3 separate regions of the Mus musculus genome follow, and regions 2 and 3 are each linked to region 1. The links are chromatin contacts, called in public Hi-C maps. All regions are on one chromosome and are shown on one strand. Each heading gives the region's core, a stretch centred on a gene start, on an enhancer-like site or on the middle of the called end of the contact. The rest is flanking DNA. Distances are from core to core; before and after follow the strand shown.

What was found. Hi-C and Micro-C count contacts between places; a contact is called where the count stands out from the background.
Region 2: a contact with region 1 is called in a Hi-C map of Th1 cells, with 4 times the contacts expected there. The contact joins the promoter of 1110032F04Rik here to the enhancer-like site in region 1. A contact is called at or near these places in 2 of 39 promoter capture datasets (hippocampal neurons and pre-B cells), 13 of 484 Hi-C or Micro-C datasets (B cells, CD4 T cells, CD8 T cells and 7 more), 3 of 115 datasets of contacts at active chromatin or transcription factors (bone marrow-derived dendritic cells, embryonic stem cells and forebrain) and 1 of 9 other capture datasets (liver).
Region 3: a contact with region 1 is called in a Hi-C map of the HPC-7 cell line, with 3 times the contacts expected there. The contact joins the promoter of 9630025h16rik here to the enhancer-like site in region 1. A contact is called at or near these places in 2 of 15 datasets of contacts at CTCF or cohesin (the G1E-ER4 cell line and pro-B cells), 31 of 484 Hi-C or Micro-C datasets (B cells, the Ba/F3 cell line, the C10 cell line and 20 more), 2 of 115 datasets of contacts at active chromatin or transcription factors (bone marrow-derived dendritic cells and memory CD8 T cells) and 1 of 9 other capture datasets (liver).

What each region holds. Positions count from the first base shown.
Region 1 is chr3:68,954,691-68,959,572 of GRCm38.p6, forward strand. The region is part of intron 8 of Ift80 (intraflagellar transport 80); the gene reads right to left. Among named protein-coding and RNA genes, the nearest start is that of Ift80, 47 kb to the right of the region's middle. Within about 2 kb of position 1,896, at least 47 of the 459 cell types and tissues checked have an H3K27ac peak or open chromatin away from gene starts, as enhancers often do. A contact at or near this core is called in CD8 T cells, the HPC-7 cell line, Th1 cells and 4 more, where this site is marked.
Region 2 is chr3:68,866,320-68,870,900 of GRCm38.p6, forward strand. 1110032F04Rik (RIKEN cDNA 1110032F04 gene) reads left to right here and starts at 3,267. Exons shown (of 1, transcript NM_001167996.1): 1 at 3,267-4,581. The coding sequence starts at 3,389. The coding sequence ends at 4,132.
Region 3 is chr3:69,058,367-69,062,590 of GRCm38.p6, forward strand. 9630025h16rik (a long non-coding RNA gene) reads left to right here and starts at 2,496. Exons shown (of 2, transcript XR_867356.3): 1 at 2,496-2,702.

The DNA.
Region 1 (4,882 bases), core at 646-3,145:
GCACCCCCTACTGACACAGAAGCTACACTGCTAGCTAATTTAGCCAAAAGTACCTCGCCTCTTCGGAGTTTTCTCCTTACTTCCTATTTTGTCAAATAACTAGTATAATTCATTAACACATTCTGAATGTTTACTTAAAATTACTATGTTAATTTGAATCACATTTTTAGATATCAAAGATAAAAATAAAGTTAAACTATAAGATAAAATAAAAAAATAAATATAAAAATAAAAGATAAAAATAAAGTTTATTATAGAACCTAGAAAAATACGAAAGCAAAAAATTAAATTTTATTCCACAAGCAATTCATTTATACCATGATTTATTTTACTGATCACCCAGTAATGTTCATTTTCTTGGCATATATATTTTTGCATTTCTTGATCATTTAACTTAAAATAATGCTATCTCAGGCTGAATAAATACCTCAATGGTTAAGAACATTTGGTTTCACAACTGCTTGTAACTGTCTTGCTCCAGGGGACCCAGTATAGTGTTCTGGCCTCTGCAGGCTCCCACACACATGTGGCATACACACACATAGATACACACATATACATAAACAGCTAAAAGTAATGCTCTTTCCTGGCTTAACTTTTTGTTCTTTTATTTATTTATTTTGGTGTGCACACATGGTGCTCCCGTGGAGGGGAGAAGACAACTGAGTTGATTCTCTCCCTCTGCCATGTGGGTCTTGGGGATCCGAGTCAGGTCATCAGGATGGGCAGCAAGGACCACACCTGCTTGATATCAGCGAACATTTTATATTTTCTTGAATGCATAACAGCTGTGTCAAAGTGTCAAATTATACTTGAGAAAACCTAAAGTGGATAATGCTTCTATCCATGTGCTACAAAGGAAGGCCATTTTCACATTTTCTGGGGAGTCAAAAATGTATTGCTTTGTCAATTTTAGATGCATAAAACTTGTTACTGAAAAGATAGTATTTCGGAGTTCTGGAGTATTTCTACTTAACTTCAGACTTCTAATTGGGTTCCTTTGGTTGGGTGTTGTGTGCCTTTAATCCGAGCACACGGAGAGCAGAGCCTGGCAGAGCTCGCTCAGTCCGAGACCAGTCTAGTCAACAAGCACTACACAATGGACCCAGGCTCACTGTCTCAAAATGTTTCTGTTGATTTATCAACATTTCTTTAATTATTTTGAGCACATGGCCTCTGTGTAACAGGCTCAGTGCTGGATATCTTAGGAATGGTTTTTGTCACCTTTTTTCCCCCTAAGAATGGGCCATTGTATTCCACTTTTTAGTATGTCTTATATCTTGAGGGTTTTTTGTGTTTTGAAAACTCATTTTTTCTTTTCTTTTAAAAACTGGATATTTCAATACCACCATGTGAATAACTCTGGAAAACAGACTCCTGATTCAGTCTGTGTACTTGCCTGATAGGAACAGCAGTCACCTGCCCATTTAGAGACTTTTCCAGACTGTTAGCCCAGAGACTATTCCTCTCCTGTCTGGTAACTGAAGTCTTCACTGTGGTATTCAACAGTCAGCCAATGACCTGACATAGCCAAACAGAAAGACAACGGCTACCATCCAACCTCTGCCCAGCTGGCTGTGCCTGGGGCACTCCCGTAACACCAAAGCACCACCATCAGGAACTCTGATGTGGCCTCTCCAGTTTGTGAATCACCCACAAGCCACCATCGACAGATGCTGCCTATCTTCCCTGGTCTCCTCATGTGTGTCTGACGCTGGCTTGTATGGTATAAACGATGGATTCCTCAGGAAAAATGAGAGCCCACTAAAGCCCTTGTTCTTTATCTCTCTTCCCCTCTTTCCTAGGTTTCTTTGGGATCAGTCTACTCCCTCCTTCATCTGCCACCCCTCACTCAATTGACTGCTGGTAGCCATTTGAGGAAGGAAGGCAGGCAGGCAGGCAGGCAGGCAGGCAGGCAGACCTTTTCGGTTAAGCACAAGCTTCCTTTCACATTCTTAACGAGCTGCAGGCAATGCATTTTAGGAAAACAGAACAACTGCCAATCAGCTTCCTACTCACAGATGCTCATTCCTCATTTTGCTAGAATACTACTATGATAAACCTGAGGTATATGTTATACAAACTCAGCATGCGTGCACAGTATCTATCAACGTCAACTGCTATAGGCAGGGTTCAGAGCAGAGCTGGCAGAGTGCTTGTTAGACATGCACAAAGCCCCAGCCCCACAAAGGCTGGCCACAACCCTGGCCAGAGTTTATCCCTAAACAGGGACAAGGGAAGGGAAGGGAGGAAAACAAATGCATGGACCAAAGACAAGCTAGAAGAGGACCACCCATAGCACACTCCCGTAAGTAACTCCAGTGAACTCACTGGCTAAGCAAGACCGACCTGGGTGGATCCTTTCCTTGGTCTGTTTACACTGTCATCTGGGGTGAGTAGATGTTTGTTTTGTGTTTCTCCAGGGGAGGGGGAAAAAAAATCACACAGCAAGTACTTCCCAATCAGCACTGTAAAAGCTGCCCTGGGCCCACGGTCCGCACTAAGAGCCACAAAGCAGCAGCTTCCAGCCTCCTTCTGATCGGAAATAAGATCATGAAGAGGTGGAGCTGGGAAAGGGGATTCTTGACAACTAGGTATTCAAGACCAAGGAGCACGCTCAAGCAACCCCTACACAAAAATGACCAGAACAAGAAAGAGTCTAAGCCTAAGGTAAGATTTCACTTAAGCACATTACAATTAGGGCTCCAAGAGCCCACAGTTCTGGACTCAAAGGCCTTAGTGGGAAGCTTATTATTCCACTAAACAGACATCAAGCTGCCCCCTAAATCTTTAGACCCATCAACTGTTTTTGTGCAGCTCTGAGACCTCCTGTGAGAAGTTTCGTCATGCAGTTAATGCTGAAACTCACAACTGGTTAACTAACATGAAGAAAGTGTCTGTGGTGTGCCCAGCCACAAATGGGACAGCTGTGTAACACTCCTTTCCCCAAAGGCTCCGGACCGTTGTGAAATAGGGGACAAAAAGACTGTAAGAGCCAGAAGTTGGGGAAGACTGGAGTGCAGCAGTGTCTTCTAGTCCTTCTTGGACAACTGCATTAATGGGCACAAGGCAATTGTGGTTATCTACACAAGATAGGTCTGCAGAAGAGCAAGCCAACTGACACTCCAACCTGCATGCAGGGCTCATGGACTCCCACTTTAGCTAAGGAGCCACTTCCACCGATGCTTCTAGGCGGGGAGAGTCCATTTTCTTTGTGAATGGAGCCCCCGGAGGCTGACCACGCTGCAGAGGACAGCCGCCCAAACCCTCAGTATAGGAACAGTACAAACTGGGCTTAGTAGGCTACTTGAAAATACTTCTTAAGGGGCTTAGAGAGATGGTTCGAGCAGTTAAGAGTGCTGGTGTTAAGAGTGCTCGTTACTCTTTAGAAGACCTGAGTTCGATTTCAAGCACGTGCATAGCAGCTCACAACTGTCTGTAGGTCCACTTTCAGGACATCTGGCACCCTCACACAGACAAAACACCAATGCACATGAAATAAAAAACAAATCGTTTTTTAAAAAGTCCTTTTAAAACTTTCATAGCCAGGAGGCGGTGGTCTACACCTTTAATCCCGGAGTTCAGCAGGCAGAGGTAGGTGTATTTCTGTGAGTTCAATGCCAATCTGGTCTACACAGCTAGTTCCAGGACAACCGAGGCTACACAAAGAAGCCCCATCTCAAAAAATAAAAAAATAAATATAAGTAAATAAATAAATGTAAAAGATAAAATAAAATTTAAAATATAGAGCCCAAGAACATACCTTTTAGCAACACCCAAAGAGCGCTCATGTACACTAAATTTGGGTAACTTGATTATTGTAATGTTCAAACAAAGTATCAATCAAAATAACAAAAAGTTAGAGTAATTTATGTCATATTATGTCATATTCAATTTACATCATATTAGGGGGTTATCTTCAAGGAATTCATGGCTCTTCCCAAATAGCAAAGACGTCTCTCCTGAACCAACTCCTTGACAGCTCTCCGCACTACTCCATTATTCAGACCAACAGCCTAGGCACTCTGCTTCTCTTCTATCTCGTTTCTAATCTGTCCCCACACTGACCTCAGAGTCAAAATGACCTCTATTTCAAAATGTCCAATCTCTTATAGGTCACTTCTAAAAATCAGTAACTTACCCTTGTCCCCCCACTAGAGTCCAGACTGCTGCCCCGTGCTAAGCTCTGTCTGTGTAGCCTATGACCCTGTGACTTGGCTTGGCTTACCATTCTCTAGATCACTGTTACTTTGCTATCACCGCAGTACTTCCAATATTTGAGCCCCAGTGTGTTACTACCTCCATCCTGATGCTTTATAGACACTAGCACACCATGCTGGCTTTTAACTTCACTTTGCCAGAGGTTCAAAACCTCAGAGCAGATGCTCTCACAGTAAGCCAAGTCAACATGGGGCTGTCTCTGGCTGCAGGAGAAAGACACTCTGATCTTAGCCTTGCCTTTCTCACTCTGCAGCAATCCCTGAGGGCTGCACAGAAAAGCATTACATCTTCAAGGTCTAAACTATCCTCTTCCATACAGCCTAGCGGGCATGTTTGGTGAATAACTTGTCTATATCAACCCCTGATAATATCCTATGCAAGGTCTACTGACTGCACAAAAACTGCTGTACTCTTTCACATTTGGAGACACGAGAAGTTCCTCTTGCCTGAAAACCTTGTCTCCTTGGAGAACTACTTATTCACCAAGCCTCAGTTTCCCAATCAATGTCCCGCAGGGAGAATTAGCCTTCTCCACATCTTCACAGAGCTTAACAAACCTACGTACCACTTAGTGACTGTTCTATGTAAGTCTTATAATCTGATTCTCTACTAGACTACTGGCAACTTGAATGCAAGTCTTTATATGTTTTAATATCTAAAG
Region 2 (4,581 bases), core at 2,017-4,516, 87 kb before region 1:
AGGAGGGTATTTAATAAATCAATTATAGTAATGAGATGTCAATAGGAAGGGCCATGCTGCACACCCTGAGTGCTTCTTACAGTCCGGATTGTTTACATGTTCCAAACTGCCCATGCCTAGACATTTTGAAGAAGGGATGTGAAAAGGTTAGGGTTGTTGTTTCTCAGGCCTGAAGGCAAGAAACCCTGGGCAGCACACATGAGAGGAAATGACCTTCCGTTCTCGTGTGATGCGCTATGCATGATGGATTCATGATGGATCCACTTGGTTTATCTCAAGCTGTCAGGAACACATCTGTCACTATGAGCAGCTCAGCTCATGTTCTTAAGTGTGTGTGTGTGTGTGTGTGTGTGTGTGTGTGTGTGTGTGTGCGCGCGCGCGTGTAAACCAGAGGTTGATATCAGGTGTCTTTTTAGTTGACAGCTACCTTATTTTTCGAGAGTCTTTTTCAAAACTTAGAGCTCACTGATCCTAGCAAGCTTGCAGGACCTGGCTTTCTTCACCTCCTCAGATCTGTGCTGACCCACCCAGCTTTTTATATGGCTGCCAGGGATCCAAACCCAGTTCCTTCCCCAGCTCGTAATGTTCTTTATTTTTACCAAACTGTATTCCAACAAAGCATGCATTTTAGATCAAAGTCAGTCACCTTTCACTATCTTCCCCCACCCCCGTGTACTTATTAGCACAATCTAGTGCAAATTTTAACAAAATGCACTTTTTCCTATGAAACTCCTATGAGACATGTGATTAACTTCTGTCTTCCTGTCCTACTCATTTGCAAGTTAGATATAAGCAAAGGCATCTGAGGAATGAACGCAGCAACGTGGAGCACTCGGATTGCTCTTCTTCCCTTCGGAAAGCTGCACACAATGCATTAGTCTGCAAATAAAGATGGATTAGGTGAAACCAAGGGCCCCGAGACTCAAGAGTGTCTGCAGAGGGGTCTAAGAGATGACACTTTGGGACTACCAGTTTGGAAAACAAAAATAAAAACTCCGTTCTATACTCACTTTCCTTTGCTTTCATGGAAGCAAGGCTTCTCAGTATTTCATTTTATACAAGGCCTGTGTTCTTTAACTGTGTCCTAAAGATCTGCCAACAAATTCTAACTCACTAAAAGAAGACAGAAGCGAAACAGGTTAAACGTCATTGTTTAGGGTCCAGTGAGATGCCTGGAACTGTAAAAGTGACCACTGCCAAGGCCAGAGACATGAGTCTGATTCCTGGGACTTCCATGGGGGAAGAAGATAATTCCCCCCCAATAAATATATAAAGTGTAATTTAAAATTTTAATGCCTTTGTTTCAAATTTCAAGACACCACCCAGCAGGCCGCCCTCCTCTTTTCATCAATCACAGAGTCCCCCCTCCCTTTCCTTCTGCCATTGCTTCTGCTAGGACTGGCAGAAATCCTAGGACCCCTAATTCTAAAAACCCAAGGAGACCCTGCACTTCTCTCATGGCATATCAAGCCATGAGCTTCCCTTAGCCTGAGACTATTAAACACATCAATTTTTATCTTAGCTTAGGGCAAGTTATGAAGAAGGAAGACATTTGGCATTTGTTCTCTCTGATCAGTTGAAACTGGTATGCAGAACTGGGGTCACCCCACTCTTGGGAGGCTATTATTTATTCATCAATTAGCAGGATTCCCCAAATACAGAACATACTCAGTATACATTCTCAATGTAAATTCGGGAAAGGAATGGGGGAGACTGAAAATAATACAACAGGCACTTTATCAGAGTCAATCTCTTGACTCTGACATTCCCCTATCTGGCTATAGCTTGAAAGCATTGTCGATTTAAGCTTTATGGACTAGGCCTCAGTCCTTCCCGCAGAGCACAGCCAGAGAATGCTTTGGCTTCACAAGAACTTAGCAAACGCCTGGGCTTAGGGAGGTTTCACAGACACTTCTCCTAGAAGAGAAAGCATCGTCGTTTTGAAGTTCAAGCAAAGCATGGTGTTCCCACCAAAAGAAGAACCAGAAGACTTTGCACTTAAGCTGGCCCATGGTTGACCTCCATTAACCCCACCCCATTCTGCTTGCTCTCCTCCTCTCTTCAGAAGAGAAAGCCTGGGTCATAGCTGAGTCTGTTCGGGCACTGTATGTCCTTTTACTTATTTTCTCACACCAACCTTGAAAATTCCCTATTAGTTTTCCTCGTCAGTGAGTCCTTCTGTGTAAGTGTGTCTGTTTTATACTGCCTCAACCAAAGCAGCTTTCTCAGGGGCTCCACCACCCAACAGATATATGCCCAAAGGGTCTGGATGCGCTGAGCTTTCCTCCAGGGGTGGGTGACATGAAGGGAAACGGACCCAAGTACTATTTGGAAACAAAGTACTTGTTTCCTTTAAAGTCAGATTTTGCAAACAAGAATAACCTTGAAAAAGACCTTCAGATCGCGCTCAGGAACTTGGCCAACCACTTACTGCTCCCCTCCGCCTTCCTACATAGGCTATTTATGCTGCAGGAGGGAGCCCCTGCACCCCACAATTCTGCTGTCCTCTTTGAGTACAGGAAAGCCGAGGGCTGGGTCAGGTGAGTCTCTGAGAACTAAAGGTCTTCTTTCTTCTCCTTGGTGAGCAGGGTCACCTCAACAGAGTGCTTCTCGGTCCCTCTGGGGCTACCTCTGTGGCTGTAACTTGAGCCTCTCCAAAGAATTCTTACCTGTTCTGGAGTTTCTTAGGGTCCGCGCTCCCCAACAACCTGGACCTACCTGTCAGCAGAACTATCCAGCAATTCCCACCCTAGAACCTTAGGGCAGCAATGGGGCTGCACTGGCCATTAATGGCCATCATTCATTTTTAATCAGAAAGATCACAAGAAAGATGGTAAGCGGAACCCGGTCCGAGTCAATTTAAATAATATTCCCGGGGAAATCCAATCACTTAAAACTGAGACACCTACGCTAGTGAGAGAGCGCGCCCCGCCCGTCTGGCGAGGAAGAGCGCGCCGGCTGAATTAATCAAGATCAAGGGGCTCCGGGGCTGAGAGCTCAGCCTTAACCCTTCCAGCGCCGCGGGGTACCCAGGTGCCGGAAGAAGAGCGCGGCGGGCAACGGCCGAGATGCCCAGAGAGACCCAGCGCAGGCCGGCTCTGTTCATCTCCGCGGCTCCGCACGCTTCTCCCGGGACCCTGGCGCCCAGGCGCTACGGCTCGAGGTCACAGGCTCCCGAGGCGGCGACAGCGGTGAGCAGCAGCCGCCTCCCGCAGCCTCGGCGCGCCCCGGGCTCCTCCTCCCGCCCCAGCGTGGCCAAGTGAGCACCGCTCGGGCCGCAGGTAGCCGGGGCGCGGGAGGCGGCGCGCGCGGGACCCATCGCAGCGCCGGGGCCAGACGGAGCTCCGAGCCTCGCGGTCCCGGACGCCAGCGGAGATCTGCGCCGGCCATGTGGGGTCCCGGGGTCACCGCCGAGGGCCTGTCGGTGGCTCCAGCGCCACCGCCGCTGCTGCCGCTGCTGCTGCTGTTGGCGCTGGCGTTGGTGGCGCCCTCGCGGGGCGGCGGGGGCTGCGCGGAGCTGGCGTGCGGTGAGCGGGAGCGCTGCTGCGACTCGGCCAACGCCACGGCCGTGCGCTGCTGCAAGCTGCCGCTCCACGCCTTTCTGGACAACGTGGGCTGGTTCGTCCGCAAGCTCTCTGGGCTGCTCATCCTGCTGGTGCTCTTCGCCATCGGCTACTTCCTGCAGCGCATCATCTGCCCCAGCCCACGCAGGTACCCGCGTGGCCAGGCGCGACCTGGCCAGGCACGACCCGGGCCTCCCGGGGGTGCGGGACCGCCGGGGACGGCGGGGCCACCCGACGACGACGACGACTCGCCCGCTCTGCTGCGCGACGAGGTGGCCGCGGGCTCGCAGGACTCACTGTTGGATAGTGGCGGTGGTCGGGGCCGAGGAAGTGGCGGACGCCTGCCTCCCTCCTGCGTTTCGGAGCACGAGCTGCACGTGGTGTCACCGGTGTTTCTCCAGCTGCCCAGCTACGAGGAGGTCAAGTACCTGCCCACCTATGAGGAGTCCATGCGGCTGCAGCAGCTCAGCCCAGCGGAGGTCGTGCTGCCCGTGTCGGTGCTCGGCCGCCCGCGAGGCGGCAGTGCCGGGGACTCCGACGGCGGCCAGGTCCGTTTCCCGCTCATCTGAGTTCAGGGAGCCTCATGGGGATCGCCCGGATCCTACAAGGTTGGGGGCTGCGGGTGGCACGCAACAGCTGGTGTGTTGGCGGCCGCCACTGACTGCCTCTGACCACACCTAGCATCCCCGTACAACCTGTAGCCCCGCGCCTGGGTTGGGGTCAGTCCCCTCCCTCTCGCTTCCCGGGGAATCTGTGGTTTTCTATGTTTCTTTGGGCTCAAGGCTGGGCAGCTCGGCGGGGCAATGGCTTAGGACTAGCCCCCAGCTCTTCTTGGACGGTCGTCCCCGCCCTCTGCCATGCCTCCCCTTGTGTTCACTGTAAGTGCCTGCTTCTCCAATCCAAAAGAACAGGTAAACCGTTTGGTGTGTTTAGAGACCAGCGGCTTGCTTTACTGTTGTTAAAAGGGAAGGAGCATAGGTCCATTCCTTGCTCTCCTGCTTGGACCGGTCACGGTCTC
Region 3 (4,224 bases), core at 1,246-3,745, 100 kb after region 1:
GTCAGTGCGGTGTCTAGGATAGAAGGCTTTCCACGAAGGGTCACTTCAACTTTGAGCCCCATCTAGGTCTAATGAGCAACATCTTTCAGTGGACAGTAACTGTCTTGAGAGGTGACACTGAGAGCCAGGGAGGTGCAGAGGCAGTGACAGCTCTTCACTGATTACTGCTGTCTTGCTATATAGGGGCAGCCACATTCTGCGAACAGCCAAAGCGCAGAGACGGCTAGACTAGAAACGTGGGAGAAAAGTGTGTGCTTTTACAGTCTTTTCAGGACTGGGGGCTAGGCTGATGGCTGTTAGGAACACCGTCTGTTCTTCTGACATTCCATGAAATGTAATTGTGATTGAGATATTTTGCACCTTTGCCAACCCATTCTCCCTTTCCTAGGAAGCCAGGCAGGCCGTATGTTGTAATGATTCTGGGGGTTTGCTACAGCCCCTTTACTACCTTTAAATATCTATTAGGATTCCTACCCCAAATCAGATCATTTAGTTCCCAAATAAAGGACGCAGAGACCTTTAGATTTAGGATAAGCGTTGGAGCATTAGAGCTGGGCAGATATCAACCCTCTATGCTATTCTGCTTCCCTGTGGTGACCCCTGAGATACAACTTGCCATGCTCCACCTAGGCCACTGCTACTCTATCAGCCATGTGCTCACAGTCTACCTACCCCATGGCAACCTTCCCTCCTTCTCTCTGGCTCTCTCCTCATGGTCTTTGACTTAGACCCCAAGCCTGGGAACCTTTGCCACCCTCTTCTCTTCTTCCCAGCCCAGGCTGTAGACATCTTTTTCTTTTTCTTAATTTATTTATGAGTGCACTGTAGCTGTCCTCAGACAAACCCGAAGAGGGCATCAAATCCCATTACAGATGGTTGTGAGCCACCATGTGGTTGCTGGGAAATGAACTCAGGATCTCTGGAAGAGCAGTCAGTGCTCTTAACCACTGAGCCATCTCTCCAGGCCCCTGTAGACATCTTTTTTTTAATCAACCAGAGATAACTTGGTGGGCAAGGTTTACATAGCATCATTTGATGTACATGAGGGTCTCCTGGTTAGGGAAACCAGATCTTAGGGGCCAAGTATTTAGTATTTGAAAACGTAGCTGCACCAGACCAACCCCCTACTGTCATACTCTTAGGAAATAAGTAACAACACACTGAATATATAGTTAAGACTCTCAAGTGTGGCTTCTTGGTAGACTATTTGCTAAATATGTGAGGTCCTGGATTTAATCCTCAGCACCAAAACCAGAAGATATATAGATGGATGGATGGATGGATGGATGGATGGATGGATGGATGGATGGATGGGACAGACAGACAAACAGATAGATACTGCTCAAATGGGTGATATTGGTAGTGAATGCACTGGAAACATGAAAGGCAAAGGTGAAGTCAAAGTGGTCTACATACATCAAAGAAAACTTCAGGAAGAACTAGAGTAGAGGAACCTCTTTCTACACAGTATCCTTGCTTACAGGGGTCCACTCTGGATCTTCTTCAGCCACACTTTAGCACAAGAGTAAGAGATCTCTGAGAAAATGCCTGTCCTGTCTTCTGGGCCATGCTTTATGTAGTAGGACCCCTAATTTCTGTAGACATTCTAAGCTCATTTCTAGAGTATGCACATGATCTTCACTGGGGCATCCACAGCCAGGGGAAAGACTGCAGTAACAGATATGAATCAGGGTGGATGTTGATGTAGTTGTGTGTTCTATAATCCCAGCTACTCCACAGGCTAAGTAATGGGAGGCTTCCTAAATCTAAGGCCAAGACCAGCTGGGACAATATAATAAGACCCATGAAGAATAAGGAAGAAAAGCCCAGTGGTACAGGGTTGGCTAAATGTTGGGGACTGACTCTTTTTACACTACTTCTCTCTTCTGCTATAGAGGAAGAACCCTAAATTAGAGCTCAGCCTTCCTGAAGATTACAAAGATGCCAGTTATGGGGTGTTATGAAGCAACAGCATCACAAAAAACGTATTAGTCGCCGGGCAGTGGTGGCACATGCCTTTAATCCCAGCACTTGGGAGGCAGAGGCAGGCAGATTTCTGAGTTCGAGGCCAGCCTCGACTACAAAGTGAGTTCCAGGACAGACAGGGCTGCACAGAGAAACCCTGTCTTGAAAAACCAACCAACCAAACAAACAAACCAAACCCCCAAAACCAAAACCAAAAAAAAAAAAAAAAAAAAAAAAAAACCCAAACAACAACAACAACAACAAAAAACCAAACAAACCAAGAAAACCAACAAAAACCCAAAACATATTAGTCAAAGGAGTAGGACAGAACAAATCTTTTTTTTTTTTAATGTTGTTATACATTAAAGTATTTAGACATTGGTAACACTGACTTAAATTTGTACTTCTGTTCTCAACCTGTCTTCGGTATGCTCCCCATCGTGGTATGGGCTTCAAATTAAACCCATCACTGGTTGTCCACTCCCAGAGACTCATGTGTTTGGGGCACTATTAGGGGTTGTGGCCTTAGAGTAGGCGTGCCCTTGTTGGAGGAAGTGTCAGTGTTGAGGCTGGCTTTGAAGTCTCATATATACTGAAGCTACTCTCAGTGCTGACTCAGTCCCCTTTTGCTGCCTATGAATCAAGATGTAGAACTCTAGCTCCTTCTCCAGCGCCAAGTCTGCCTGGATGCAGTCATGCATCCCACAGTGATGATATTGGACTAAACCTCTAAAACTGTAAGCCAGTTTCCTGTTAAATGTTAATTATGTTAGGCATAAATGTTAACATAATTATGTTAAAAATAAATGTTAATTATGTTAAAAATTATGTTAAATGTTGTCCTTTATAAGAGTTGCCATGGTCTAGGTATCTCTTCATAGCAATAAAACTGTAAGACAGAAGTTGGAACCAGGGGCTGGGTATTGTTCTGATAGGCCTGAATATGTTTGTTTGAAGAAATGCAGATTGGGGACTTTGGATTAGGAAACACTAGAATGCTTAAGTTGGACTTAACGGGCCAGACTAGTGGGAACATGGAAGCCAGTGGTGCTGACAGTGATTTCGACTGTGGGGGCCTGGTTCAAAGTTTAAGAGAATATTTTTAGTTTGTTGCCTAAAGACTTTTCTCATGATAATTTGGTGAAGAATGTGGCTGCTTTTTGCCCTTGTCTGAACAGTCCATCTAAGACTAAGGTGAAGAGATTTAGATTAATTGCATTGGCAAAAGATATCTCAAAACAGCCTAAAATAGATTCTGTATTATGGTTTACTCTCATGAAGAGCATTTTAATCAAACATTCCAAGCTGAGAAAGGAAAAATACAAAATATATGGTTCAACGATTAAAGGGGCACTAGAAAGTGGTATGGAGCTAAATATTGTGTTCAGGGAGATAATAGATTAAAGATTTAAGTGGCATTAAAGGGAGTGGGGCCTCTGGGCAAGATCCCACCCAGCTAAGCTTCTATCTTGTGAAAAGAATTAAAGAAAAGTTTAGGTCCAGGCATGGTGGTACATACCTTTAATCCAGCACTAAGGAAACAGAGGCATGAAAATCTCTGAGTTCAAGGCCAATATGGTCCAAACTGCCAAGTTCCATGACATCCAAGCTCAGGCAGTAAAGGAAACAATCAAAACCAGAAAGCTAGTGAAGATATAACTGAATAAGGGGGCCATGTTCAAGCCCCAGGCACCAGCAGAACTTGGCAGCTTTGTTTACATAGGTCTTTGGTGACAGGTACATTATCAAAAAGCACATTTTCAAAGGACTTTTTTCTGAGGATTAATTTTCAACTGTTTAAAATATTCAACAAACCAAACCCATCGGTCGTGGTACACACCTTGGGAGGCAAAGGTAGGGAGATCTCTTGAGTTCGAGGCCAGCCTGGTCTACATTGTGAGTTCCGGGACAGCTACAGCTACAGAGAAATGGTATCTCAAAAATCCCCAAACCAAACCAAACCAAACCAAACCAAACCAAACCAAACCAAACCTAGCTAAACCAAAAATAAAACAAAAACAAACCAACAAAAAAGAAACCATGTCATAGATAGATGCTGTCATTTAGTCATTGTTTTTCTGCTTATAAAACATAAACACAGGCAGTATAGATTTAACTGTTAAGGGCCCTAGGATCTTTGGAATGGTAAATGAGTTCTGGCTTTAAAGTCAGCAGCCATATTAGCTACTAGTAAGAGTAGTCTATCCTTTGAAGTTAGGCACTGTTTTCTCTGGTATCAAAATTCAAGCTGACATCTTC